2 separate regions of the Danio rerio genome follow, and region 1 is linked to region 2. A link is a contact called in public Hi-C data. All regions are on one chromosome and are shown on one strand. The core of a region is the stretch at or near the end of the contact, and the rest is flanking DNA. Distances in the headings are between cores, read along the strand shown. Region 1 holds the start of nampt2 (nicotinamide phosphoribosyltransferase 2). Region 2 holds the start of atxn7 (ataxin 7).

Region 1 (6,694 bases), core at 1,486-3,985, 180 kb before region 2:
CTGCAACCCATCTCTGGGAAACATTCATACACACTCATACACATATGGACAATTTAGCCTACCCAATTCACCTGTACCGCATGTCTTTGGACTTGTGGGGGAAACCGGAGCACCCAGAGGAAACCCACGCAAACGCAGGGAGAACATACAAACTCCACACAGAAATGCCAACTGACCAAGCCAAGGCTCAAACCAGTGACCTTCTTGCTGTGAGGCAACAGCGCTACCTACTGCGCCACTGTGTCGAAAAAAAAATGTACAGAAAATGTTAATTTTGGAAAAAAAACTATTCCTTATCAAAGGTAATAATATAAAAAAAAAAAAATTATTTTGTCTAGACCAAAACAATGTACAACATTTTGCATTTTACCACATAATATAGCATCTAATTTGTGTAACTTGCACCATAAAGTTCTCACAATTTGAGGACACATGATTTCATAATCATAATCTTTTAAAACATAATCATATTACTAAAAATTACAATAAACTCAAATAAGGGTATAGTGACAAGCACATGAAAGAAAATAATCTAAAAGTAATTACATATATACAATATTACTGCATATGAGTAAAAGATACCCATAACTTTTGATTTTACTTCGATTTTTAAGTAAAAATGGCATTTTTTCCCACAGTGAATAAGAATAGTTTTGAAAAATTGTAGGCACTATTTCCTATGATCTTATAAATACTAGTTTGGGGTTTAAACATGGTTTTGGGGTGGTTACGTTAGCATTTTTGTTTGACTGACTTCCATTCATATGCAGGCAAATGCAAGAGACTGGAAACACAAGCTTGGCCAAAGTTTCACAATTTGCTGCATTCAAAATTTCAAGTCTGGTGACCTCTACCCTGTGATCATAGTTTGAGTCAGTGGATAACAGATTGCATATATACATGGTGTATTTTAAAGCTGCTGCCTATAAAGCAACATGTTGAATAAAGGTTAAATGTAACAAACATGTTCATTTACCTTCTTGGTTGAAAATACAACCAGAGCAGTCCATTATGCCAACTTTACACTTTACAGTAAGTTGCTAAAAAAACATAGCAGCTTAAAAATGTCCAGCAGTTATTAGATAAGATATTGATTTTGTTATAAAAAAAAAATTGTCTCAAAAATAAATTGTAAGAAAACTTCAAAGCTTTCAAAGATTGCCTAATTAAAAGCTGACATCAAGTCTGAGCCTTGGATAATCAAAATATTACAGTCTTTATAATATTTTGTTTGATCAAGCGTTCCGAGTCTACTGAATATCAACAAATCCTCTGAGCAACTCTGGGCTTAATTACATCATTTTTAAACGTTAATCACCTGGTCTTTAAATGATTTACTATAAAGGTTGTGCTGTTTTTAAAAGTCTTTTTAAAGGAAAAGAGATTATAAAGATATGTTGAACTGACAGCTTTAAGCAGTCATTCAGATGCAATTTATCTCATAGATTTTGTGGAACAGCATTCATGTTAATTCTAACAACAATACATTATATCAAAAATGTTTCCAATATATTGCCCAAACACCTCTCTAAAAATAGTTGAGATAAAACAAGCATATGGAAAAAAATTAAGAGACAACTCAGGATTTATGAGTTAATATATACAAGTTTATGTTTACCTGTTTGTCACATCGGGAACTTCTGGCTATCTTATGGCAAGATCAACATAGAAATAAATGATATTTAATATCAATAACAAACATTGAATATGAATTTTCACTATATATATGATCATCTTGATGATATATATATAATCATCTTATATATATATATATATATATATATATATATATATATATATATATATATATATATATATATATATATATATATAAAAGATGATTATATATATATATATATATATATATATATATATATATATATATATATATATATATATATATATATATATATATATATATATAATCATCTTTTATATATAAAAGTACTTTCAGTGCAATATCCTTGACCAAAAAAAAAAATTTGCATTCCTACAAAATATGTTTTATGATAAGGGACTTATTCTTATACTTATAGGATTGTTATTGATTTAAGTATGACTAAAACATTTTTTACATAATTCCACATACTATTGAAATGTATTCCAACTTTATATATGAATACTAGTAACAACAACAACAACAACAATAATAATAATAATAATAATAATGTAAATGAGTAATGCATTCTTATAAAATATGTTTTATGATATGGGATGCTTATGGGACCGTTTTTGATTTAAGTTTGAAAAAAACTTCTTTTTTACACAATAAACTAACAAATTAGTATTTATTGAACATTTTACATAATAATAATAATAATAATTTTATACATAGACATTTGCAGCTTTTTGTTGTTACATTAGACAGGTATACATTCATTTTTGACAACACGATACCAACTTTTTATACTTTAAATGAGCTATATCAATTCTTACATCAGCTCACACCCAACTGAACATATTCAATTAGGTTTTTTCTTGACTGTATGTCTACGTGGCTTCAAACCATTTTTCCAGCAAGAAAAGCAAAACTGAAAGCTTCTCTAAACATTCACCGCTTAATTATCTATTACAAGAAAACGAAACTTCAACCTTTGAACGCAACAGGCATCAGCATAACAGCTTTTACTGTTTAGATTTTTCTGTCTCCGCCCACTTTCACATCACCGAACGTGCGCAGCGTACCGTTCATACGTCCAGCCTGACTCCGCCCCCTTTCCACCCCGTTGTCTGTCTGATACTAGACGATGCGACCTATCCGTGCGCGCCCTCACATATACAAGATACCGAGGTGATCATATTTCACTACATTTCTCTGACCAAACACGCAAGGTGCCGTGAAGAAGCTCACAGAGACCGGTGTCACGCTGATCGGACCACATACACACTACAGCAAAGCGACATCGTTTCGCTTTTACTTTGTCCTCGATGATGGCAGCTCAGGATTTCAATTTTTTACTCGCCACAGACTCTTATAAGGTAAGAATCACCTGCTTCGAGCCGTTCAACAGCAGAAACCCAAGCGCGTGACAGGACTTTACCTAATTCTGACAGAAGCCCTTTGTGCTTTAGCCGTCGCGTATACGTGCAGATTAAACCAACTTTGACCTTGTGAATCGATGGAATTTAAATGAAAATAGTATTTGGGTTGACCTGTGAACGTGATAGGGTCGTCATTGTGGCGTTTTGGTCTTGTTTTGTTGAAGGGTTTTGCCGAAAGCCCAGCTTGATTTTAAATGCCCCACTCATTGAACGCTGAGCGCGGGGGCGGGGCTTATGCAGAATGACCTCGTGCGGCTTTTAGCTTCGCCAGAGGCCACAGCTCGTGACGTCACACAACACAGCACATCACAGCAGTCGAGGAATCGAAACTCGTTTTATAAAAGTATTGTGGGAATCCTTTTAATATATCTTATACATAATGTTTTCCTAATTCAAGACTTGACAGACATTTTAGTTTGGGTACAAATTCTCACTATTCTTGCTAACAGTTTTCTTATTATGCGAGAATGCTTACTGTTAGTAACGTTGTTGATTAATGCCCCATTGTGACTACCTTACCTTAACTTAGCAGAAGCGTAATAAACAGCAAATTACATTTTGATTTGAAGCAAAAGTAAAGAACTGATTTCCAAACTAAAGTGTAACCAGTTTTTATTTTTGTTTAAATATGTATTTAAATAAAGTTAATTTACAGAAAAACTAAATACACTTAATCTCTTGTTAAATACATTTTTCAGGTTTTGGGGTCAAATGATGGTCCCACTTTATATTAAGTGGCCTTAATTACCATGTACCTACATGTAAATATAAATACAGTGTACTTACTGTGTTCATAATGTATTGCAGAACACTTCTGGTGCCCTTAAGGTGGGATATTGGTACGCTTACAGACAGGTTTGGTGGTATGGGTAGGTTAAAGAGTGGGTTGGGGTGTAAGGGATGGTCAACAGTGTAATTGTAAATGTAATTACTGAAATTAAGTACAGATGTAATGAAATGCAGGTATTTCATCAAGCATAAGTATAAACATTTTTACACAAGAAGTACAATGTAATTAATTACAGTGTAAGTACATATTTGTTAAGGCCACTAAAAATGAAGTGGGACCCAAATACTTTATATTTATTTATTTGCTGAATTACATCATTACTAAATGACTGTTTCTATCTCATTTAATAAAAAAAGCTTAAAGCATAATAATAATTCTTTATTAGTAGTAGAATTAGTATTTTATATTTTATTATTGTAACTGCTTCCTCATGTTGACATTGAACTGTGCTGTTTAAAATGACTTGTGTAATACTAGTGAGAGTTTTTTAGCAATAAATGTAATGTAAATTTACTTTACATTTAATCATTAGAATCATAAAAGTAACAAAGTATCACAGCAACAAAACCACACAAATATAAAAAATAATTTTCATTCTTAGTTAGTCTGGTGCAGTTATTTATAAATATACATAATAGAGAGAGTTTACAGCTAGAAGGTCAGAGATTTTAAAGAAAATAAATCAAATAGAAATGGAAAAGAGATCGTTAGTTTTAGAGGATTAAAGTCTAAGTAGAGAAAGGATGAAGAGTGTATTATGTTTTATATATACACTACCGGTCAAAAGGCGACATTTATTAAATGCAAAAAAGTTAAAGTGTTAAATATTTACTACAATTTTAATTACAGCTTTCTTATTGTATGTAGTTTCAAATGAAATTATTCTTCCAGTCACTTTTACCATTAATAATAATGATAATAATAACAATAATAGTAATAATAATAATTAATATTATAGAGATTGCTGAAGGATCATGTGACTGAAGACTGAGTAATGAAGTTAAAAATTTATGATTGAATTAAATGAAAAACTACTTTTGAAAAGTTATTTTATAGAGCAATACCATTTAACAATTTTACAATTTGTACTGTATTTTTGATGAAATAAATGCAGCCTTGGTGAGCAAGGATACATTTAAAATATTTAAAAATCATACTGACCCAAACTTTTGACAGTAGTGTAACAAAAAAAGATAGAATAAAAAATAGATAAGATGGTTATTGAGGACCAGAGCATTTTTTCTAGATGTTAACAGATGAAATGATTTTTTTTCCAGACAATCCAGATCAACAAAAGAACCATAATATGTCAGATTTATTACTAGTTTCAGTTTGTCTGACATTACCTTACACAGATCGGGGGTTTTACTGCAGTAAAAGAAGTACTAACTATTGAGTAGTGATTAAAGACAAATGTTTTTAGCTATTTCTTGGAAATGGTACTTGACATCAAACACAATAGTTGTTTCTTTTGTTATGTGACGAGTTTAACCTGATTCCTTATCTTGATCTTTGACACAGTCAGGAGAAAATGAAAGAAAAGAGCTCTGATCATGTGACTGATTACAGCAAACAATAAACTCAGCACTTTCATTTATAATTCATCAAACTATCAAAACTATCTTTAGTGCGTCAACAACTTTCCACAGAGGTAAATGTTTGACTACCTATATTTGTTTGACTACATAAAGTGAGGTTAAATCATTTAAAGCACATTGTTAACACTTTACCACATTAGATATACAAAAAAACTAATTTTATGAAATATTCTGTCAATTTAAAATGATTAAGAAACTCTTAAAAAATTTTCTACAGTTAATTACCAGCGTTAAAAACAGTGCAACATTGTGTGTGTGTGTGTGTGTGTGTGTGTGTGTGTGTGTGTGTGTGTGTGTGTGTGTGTGTGTGTGTGTGTGTGTGTGTGTGTGTTTGATGCAGTTTATCTAGAGCACATGAAATTGATCATAAATACTTTTATAATGTTATACAGCATTGTTTGTTATGATTTCAAATAAACACAGTTCTGTTAAACTTTCTATTCCTCAAATAATCCTGGAACGTAAAAATGCATCACACTTTTCACAGAAATATAAAGCTGGGAAAAATATTTATTTATTGGAAAGAGAGCTGCACAATCCATCGTTTAAACATTGAGATTGCAAAGTGGGTATTCATAATTGTCACATTGCAGGATTAGATTATTTGTTCAATATTTAAATAAAGATATAATTTTATACAATGATGACCGTGTTGTTTTACGCTTGATTGTTACATTTTTGTATTTGAATACTGTTAGACTCCACAGATAACCTTAAAGCACTGTTTATTTCACTTTTAATTAGTTTAATTCAGTTATATGATGGTAATTTATTACATTTTATAAAATAATTTTCAATTAAATTCAATATTATTTATAATGCACTTTAAAACAACACAGTTGATCAAAGTGCTGACAATAGAGAGTAAAACAAAGTGTAGCACATACTTTAAAATACAAATAAATAAACATAAAGTGTCAACATCTCACACTGTGCTAAAAGCCAAACTGAACAAGTGGGTTTTAAGAAGAGTAATGGAAGAGGCTTGTCTAATATACAACGGCAGCCCATTCCACAATTTAGCTGCGGCCACAGCAAAAGCCCAATCCCCTCTAAGCTTTCGACTGGTCCTGGGCACACCCAAGAGGAGCTGGTCGGCTGACCTAAGTGAACGAGAAGGTATGTAGGGACAGATAAGCTCAGAGAGGTAACAGCACCATTTAGACACTTAAAAACAAATCAACTAAGAAAAATAAGGCGTGATCAACCCAATCTAAATGAACTAAATCTTTCCAAGATAGAGCTGTTCAAATCATCTGGTGAA
Region 2 (6,500 bases), core at 1,590-4,089:
ATTTCTGTGTGGAGTTTGCATGTCCTCCCTGTGTTTGCGTAGGTTTCCTCCGGGTGATCCGGTTTCCCCCACAAGTCCAAAGACATGCGGTACAGGTGAATTGAATAAACTAAATTGGCCGTAGTGAATGAGTGTGTATAGATATTTCTCAGTACTGCGTTGCAGCTGGAAGGGCATCCGCTGTGTAAAACATTTGCTGGATAAGTTGGTGGTTCATTCCACTGTGGTGACCCCTGATGAATAAAGGCACTACGCCAAAAAAAAAATGAATGAATGAATGAATGAATGAATGAATAAAATGCCTTGTTTGCTCACTTGCTTATTGATACTTAGCTCTTCTATTTTGGAAAATGTACTTGCTAAATTATGACTCTGTTCCATATGGGATAAATCTGCCTCTAAAGGGCACTTTTAAAGAATTATGGATTGCATACTGAAGACTTGTTCCAAACCGAAAAGGTAAAAACTGCCCACTTAAAAAGAATGAAGAAACTCAAAGTGTACAATGATAAAGACTCTTTTCATGGTTTTTTGTGACCAACACCTTTTATCCCTCTAATACACTCCCTTCTTCAAAGGTTTTATAGGGGATATGGATGAGCCTTTCAAAATGGAACAAAGTCTTACTGTTTCTGCCATAGTAGTAAGAGCAGTAGTCTAATTTATGCTGTTTTCATTTCAGCAGCAGTTCTCAGTTCAGTGTTGGTTGCATCATGACTTGAATCAGTTTTGTGATCTTCTTTAACTTATTCACAGAAAATATCAGACTCAAGAGTGTCACATATCTACAACCTAATCTGACAGTTCTCATCATTATATTGCCAAGGTTATTGACCAGATACATTTTATGTTTTAAGCCATTCCTGCATGGCTTCCAGATATATTGTATAATCAATTTGTTTTTGATAGTTATGGCATTAGGAAACTGTTTATCAAGACTGTTTAAAAAGTGTTTCTTTAAAATATAGAAAGTTAATATTAATTTATTCATTTTCTTTTCAGCTTAGTCTTTTTATTGATCCAGGGTTCCCACAGCGAAATGAACCGCCAACTTACCCAGCACGTTTTTACGCAGCGGATGCCATTCCAGCCGCAACCCATTTCTGGTAAACATCCACACACACTCATTCACACTAATACACTACAGACAATTTAGCCAACCCAATTCACCTGTACCGCATGTCTTTGGACTGTGGGGGAAACTGGAGCACGCGGAGGTAACCCATGCAAACGCAGGGACAATATGCAAACTCCACACAGAAACAACAACTGACCCAGCCGAGGCTTGAACCAGCAACCTTCTTGCTGTGAGGTGACAGCAATACCTACTGCGCCACTGCGTAACCAGGAAAATACCAACGATAATAAAAATAATAATGATTCAGTCTTTCATTTAAGTTGCTATTAACATTTGTTGTAGTCATGTTTCAGCTCACAAAAACAAAATGTTATTTTAATAAATAAAACACCACAAATTCTGTAAATATATCATGTCAACTCATTCACTTGTTACTGACTCATTACAAATTAGTTCGAAAACTACTGTCATATATACATAAATAAAAGCCTAATGTATTGGCATACAATTCTTTTAAAATTCTATAATGATGAAAGACAAGGGTGTCACGGTGGCGCAGTGGTTAGCACAATCACCTCACAGCAAGAGTCTCGGCTGGGTCAGTTGGCATTTCTGTGTTTGCATGTTCTCCACATTGGTAAGCTAAATTAGCTGTGGTGTATAATATGTGTGAATGAGTGCGTATAAAGATGTTTCCCAGTGATAGGTTGCAGCTGGAAGGGCATCCGATGTGTAAAACATATGTTGGCGGTTCATTCCCCTGTGACAACTTCAGATTAATAGAGGGACTAAGCCAAAAAGAAAATAAATGAATAAATAAAAGAACAAGAAAAACCTAATCCACAACATAAATTTGATTTGCTGTGTTTCTTTCATTATTATATACTTTCAAAAAATGTGAAAACTGTATGCAAATTCATTAGGATTTATATATATATATATATATATATATATATATATATATATATATATATATATATATATATATATATATATATATATATATATAATTTTGTCAAACCGGAACTGCATTGGTGCCAAAAGCGAAATTTAAAAATGTGTTAAAATAATCAAATAAACTTATACAAAATATTAAAAAATAAGATAGAAATAAACAATAAAATGCATTTAATCAAATTATTTAAAAAAAATACAAATTATATTTTAATAAAAAAAAAAAAAACAACCAACAACAGAAATAAATAAACCATAAGTTAACCATAGACACAACCAAAAGAGATGCTTCATTCTTCTAGTTCATTTGGATGGCGAGTCGAATCAGTTTTGTGAATCGGTTCAACTGAAAAAGATCTGCTCCCAAAGATTCACTTATCGCTACAGCAAGTATGTTTTCCATTATTATATCGCCAAAGTCATTTCAAAGTTGACTAGCCCGTATGTGACCCCGATTAGTGGTTTTAATCCTCAATATGCCTGCAGTTTGACATTGATCTAACAATATAACGAAGTGAGCTCGCTGGCTGTGTTTCAAAAACAACCGAGCATCCTATCCAGACAGCATATTTAAGCATCAGGGCTCGTCTAAAACGCTCGAAAATGTATCGTAAACGGGTTCAAATACCCCGAACAACAAAACACCCCCCTAAACAGCACTGGAACGCTAGAAACCCGCATACGATTCTCTTGAATGCTGTCTACGAAGTGAGCGCGTTTGTTATTGACACACCGCCAGCCCGTCCAGTGACAGGCGGACTCTGTGCATGCGTGCTGCTGGAGTCAGTCAGTGACGTTCTTGTCCCAGAATGCTGCCTGGTAAACAGACATGGAAGCACCTGGTGAAGACCTCCACAGTCACTGAGCACTGCACTCGCTCTTTGAACTGATCTTCATTGTCGATACACACTAAAGCCTGCGCCTTTGTTCTCCCTGGAGCTCCACCGGGACCCCCGAAGTCCAGGGCACTGGTAAGAGAACAATGATGACATCGAGATCAGCTGCTAATGTCTGTTCTGCCAGTTAGCCAGTTGCATGCTATAGCAGTGCCACCACCAATGGCTGGTTTCTGTTAGCAAAGAAGCTAAACCTGCTGCCGTCCCCCCTCCCCCTCTTATATGTGTGTGTAACATTTTATTTTGGTGACGTAATATTCAAGTTTACTTTGTTCGTCTCGCTCCGTGACAGAGCCGCTGTTTGTAGTTCTGACTGAAAAGTTGTTGTTGGAGGCTTTCTGATGACTGCTGGATCTTGACATTATTTGCTTTCACTTTCCCAAGTGCACTTGCCTAATGGAAGTTCACTGGTGGGTGCAAACAAGTGGACGAGAGTTGAAATGAATGGAGCCTCAAGAGTGTTTTTAATTATGAAGCACTTTTTATAACTTTAAGGGTATTTTAGAGAAGGGTTCATGGATTTTAAAGTTGTTAATTGAACTTTATAAAAAAAAGGCGTACTATTGTGGAGAGGATGATTGGGGGTTTTATAGAACTTGTCAGTATACTGTTTTGTATAATCATGTTTTCTTTAATACAAATTTGGATTTTTGGTTTAGACGAAAATGAGATCTTCAATATTTCAAATGAACTCACACATATATGATCGCAGTATCAGTGTTTAATCTCTATAAAAGTTGGATTAGATGAATTTTGCAATTTCTAAACTTGTTCAGTTTTGACAACTCGTCATCTTTGCAGATTTGTAGCATCACATGAGTTATGTTCATTAGAGGTTATTATAGGCATAGGATGATAACTGTTTTTAAGGTATTCCGCGGTTTGGAAGTCAAGGTTTTAAAACCGTCAACATTTTCTGCAATACTGTTCCTAAGATATACTGTATGTAAGATTTTTATTTTCAATGTTTTTTGTGTTTGTTTGGGTTTTAGGACAACAGTATCTCCAGCAGAAAATATATTCAAAGATGCTGTCTTAAATTGTACAGAAAGCAGTGTTTTTGACACTAATGAAGACAGCTGAAGGGAATAATAAATTTGAATGATTTAGCCTGACATGTTTACTGTTCCAAAATACTTTAAATGTTTCTTAAAATAAAATATATTGTGTTCAAAGGGTAAAATGTTTTATGAAGACATTTTAAAATGAATATATTTTAAAGCAGTAATAGCAACACTCTGATATTTTTATCCAAGATTATCATAGCGTCAAAAGCTTATACCGTCCCATGCCTAGGTTGTGGTTATTATTTAGATTATAAAATAATTTATAATAAAAAAAAAATACAGGAAGCACTACTTCATGTTTACACAAAATGCATGATTTTTTTTTACAATTGCAGAATTTCAATAATTTTAGGGAGGAAATTTTATTTATTTATTTTTTCATATTTTTTAAATAAATCATTTTCAGTAAAATATGTTAATGTACTTATGCACATGTGGGGGAAAAAATCTGAGTCCACTTTAAAGATTTTATTAGTTATATGGATTTGCTATTAATAGATATATGCTTGAGTAAAATGCTCATTTGTGGTTTATTTTATAATATGTCTAAGCTCTAACAAAAGTGTAATATTTAAGTTAAAAGACGCATTATTAGCAGTTTATTAATCAAATAAAAGACAAATCAAAATTTTTGTCAAATTGTACCTGACCATGGCAAATACAGAAACAATTGGCCTATTTTGCATTCGCTGCTGGATTCTTTCAAATTTCTATGTGAAATAAAACTAAATAACATGGTAATGTACTAACGATTGCTGTAGTTTATCATAATATATTGAATTAATTCGACTTTTTTTAGATTTTAATGAACGATTTAGTGACTCACATAAAAACTTCTTTTGTTTCATTACTGAATGGATCAGCGTTTTTGAACAGAATCTTGAATGAATGACGCAACAGCTAATCAAATCAAATCAAATCAAGTCAAATCACTTTTGTTGTCACATCATCAGTAGCACGTGTGCTATGATGAGTGAAAAGCTTAGGTGCTGGCTCAAGACAGTACAAAATACAGATGCAAATACAACGACAATGAACTGTGAGACATAATTTTTTATTGATGTCAGAATTAGGGGGTGGGCCGAAGTTAAATAATCCAAACTATAATATTGAAGTTACTATGGTAATTCCCTAATTTATAAATAAATACATTGAAATGACTTGAATCAATGTTTTCTTCTCATATAAAAAGTATTATTCTCAGTTACGCCACACACCTTTTTTGGCACATTTAAAAAAAAAAAAATTAATGGGCCTTTTAGCATTAGCGTACAGCATTTTTAATTTAAGTCAGTATCCAAATATTAGCTTAACAACAAATGGTGCATTACAAGTTGGTGGAGTTTTAAAAAATATGCACAAAAGCTAATACATTTTTTAAAGTTCCTTTTCTACAGTGGCCGAGAGAGCTTAACTTGCTGAAATTTAAGAAAACGCAATCAATTACAAAAAACGGCAGCAAGTTAAGAAACAATTTCCATCCGTTTGACAGCACACGTGCTGAAAATTCTCATAATGCAAACACCTTTTTATAAAACATGCTGCATTTTCCCACAATGCAAACAAATGAAAAAAGCGCACTGCATTTTCTTACAACGCAAACAATTTACGAAAACCCACTGCAGTTTATCATAACGCAAACAAATTAATAAAATGTATTGGATTTTCTCACAATGCAGCACATTTTCAGAAAACATACTGCATTTTCCCACAATGCAAACAAATGAAAAAAAGCTCACTGCATTTTCTCACAAAGCAAACTATTTCCGAAAATGTGCTGCATTTTCTTATAACGCAAACAAATTACTAAAACGCATGGCATTATAAAAAGTGCAAACAGTTTACGGAAATGCATTGCATTTCTCACAATGCAAGACATTTTCATAAAACATGCTACATTTTCCCACAATGCAAACAAATGAAAAAAGCGCACTGCATTTTCTCACAAAGCAAATAATTTACGAAACGCGATGCACTTTCTCACAATGCAAACAATTTCTAAAACACAGTGCATTTTCTCACAACCCAAACAAATTTATAAAACGCGATGCATTTTCTCACAACCCAAACAATTTACAAAAACGTACTGCATTTTCTTGCAACGCTAACAAATTACTAAAACGCTATGCATTTTCTCACAATGCAAACAAATTACTAAAATGTGCTGCATTTTCTCACAACACAAACAAATTAATAAAACGTGTTGCATTTTCTCACAAAGCAAACAATTACGAAAACGCGCTGCATTTTCTCACAATGGCAACAATTTAATAAAACGCTGCATTTTCTCACAACACAAACAAATCAATAAAACACGCTGCATTTTCTCACAACGAAAACAAATTACTAAAACGTGCTGCATTTTCTCACAACCCAAACAACTTACTAAAATGCGCTGCATTTTCTCACAACGCCAACAAGTTCTGAAAATGCGCTGCATTTTCTCACAATGCAAACAAATTATAAAAACGTGCTGCATTTTCTCACAACCCAAACAAATTACAA

What was found. Hi-C and Micro-C count contacts between places; a contact is called where the count stands out from the background.
Region 1: a contact with region 2 is called in a Hi-C map of an unstated tissue, with 3 times the contacts expected there. The contact joins the promoter of nampt2 here to the promoter of atxn7 in region 2. A contact is called at or near these places in 2 of 18 Hi-C or Micro-C datasets (hematopoietic stem cells and an unstated tissue).

The regions. Positions count from the first base shown.
Region 1 is chr11:21,870,292-21,876,985 of GRCz12tu, reverse strand. It overlaps nampt2 (nicotinamide phosphoribosyltransferase 2), which reads left to right and starts at 2,735. Exons shown (of 11, transcript NM_212668.2): 1 at 2,735-2,979. The coding sequence starts at 2,929. The region is part of intron 2 of LOC141376703; the gene reads right to left.
Region 2 is chr11:21,687,151-21,693,650 of GRCz12tu, reverse strand. It overlaps atxn7 (ataxin 7), which reads left to right and starts at 2,839. Exons shown (of 14, transcript XM_009305965.5): 1 at 2,839-3,003.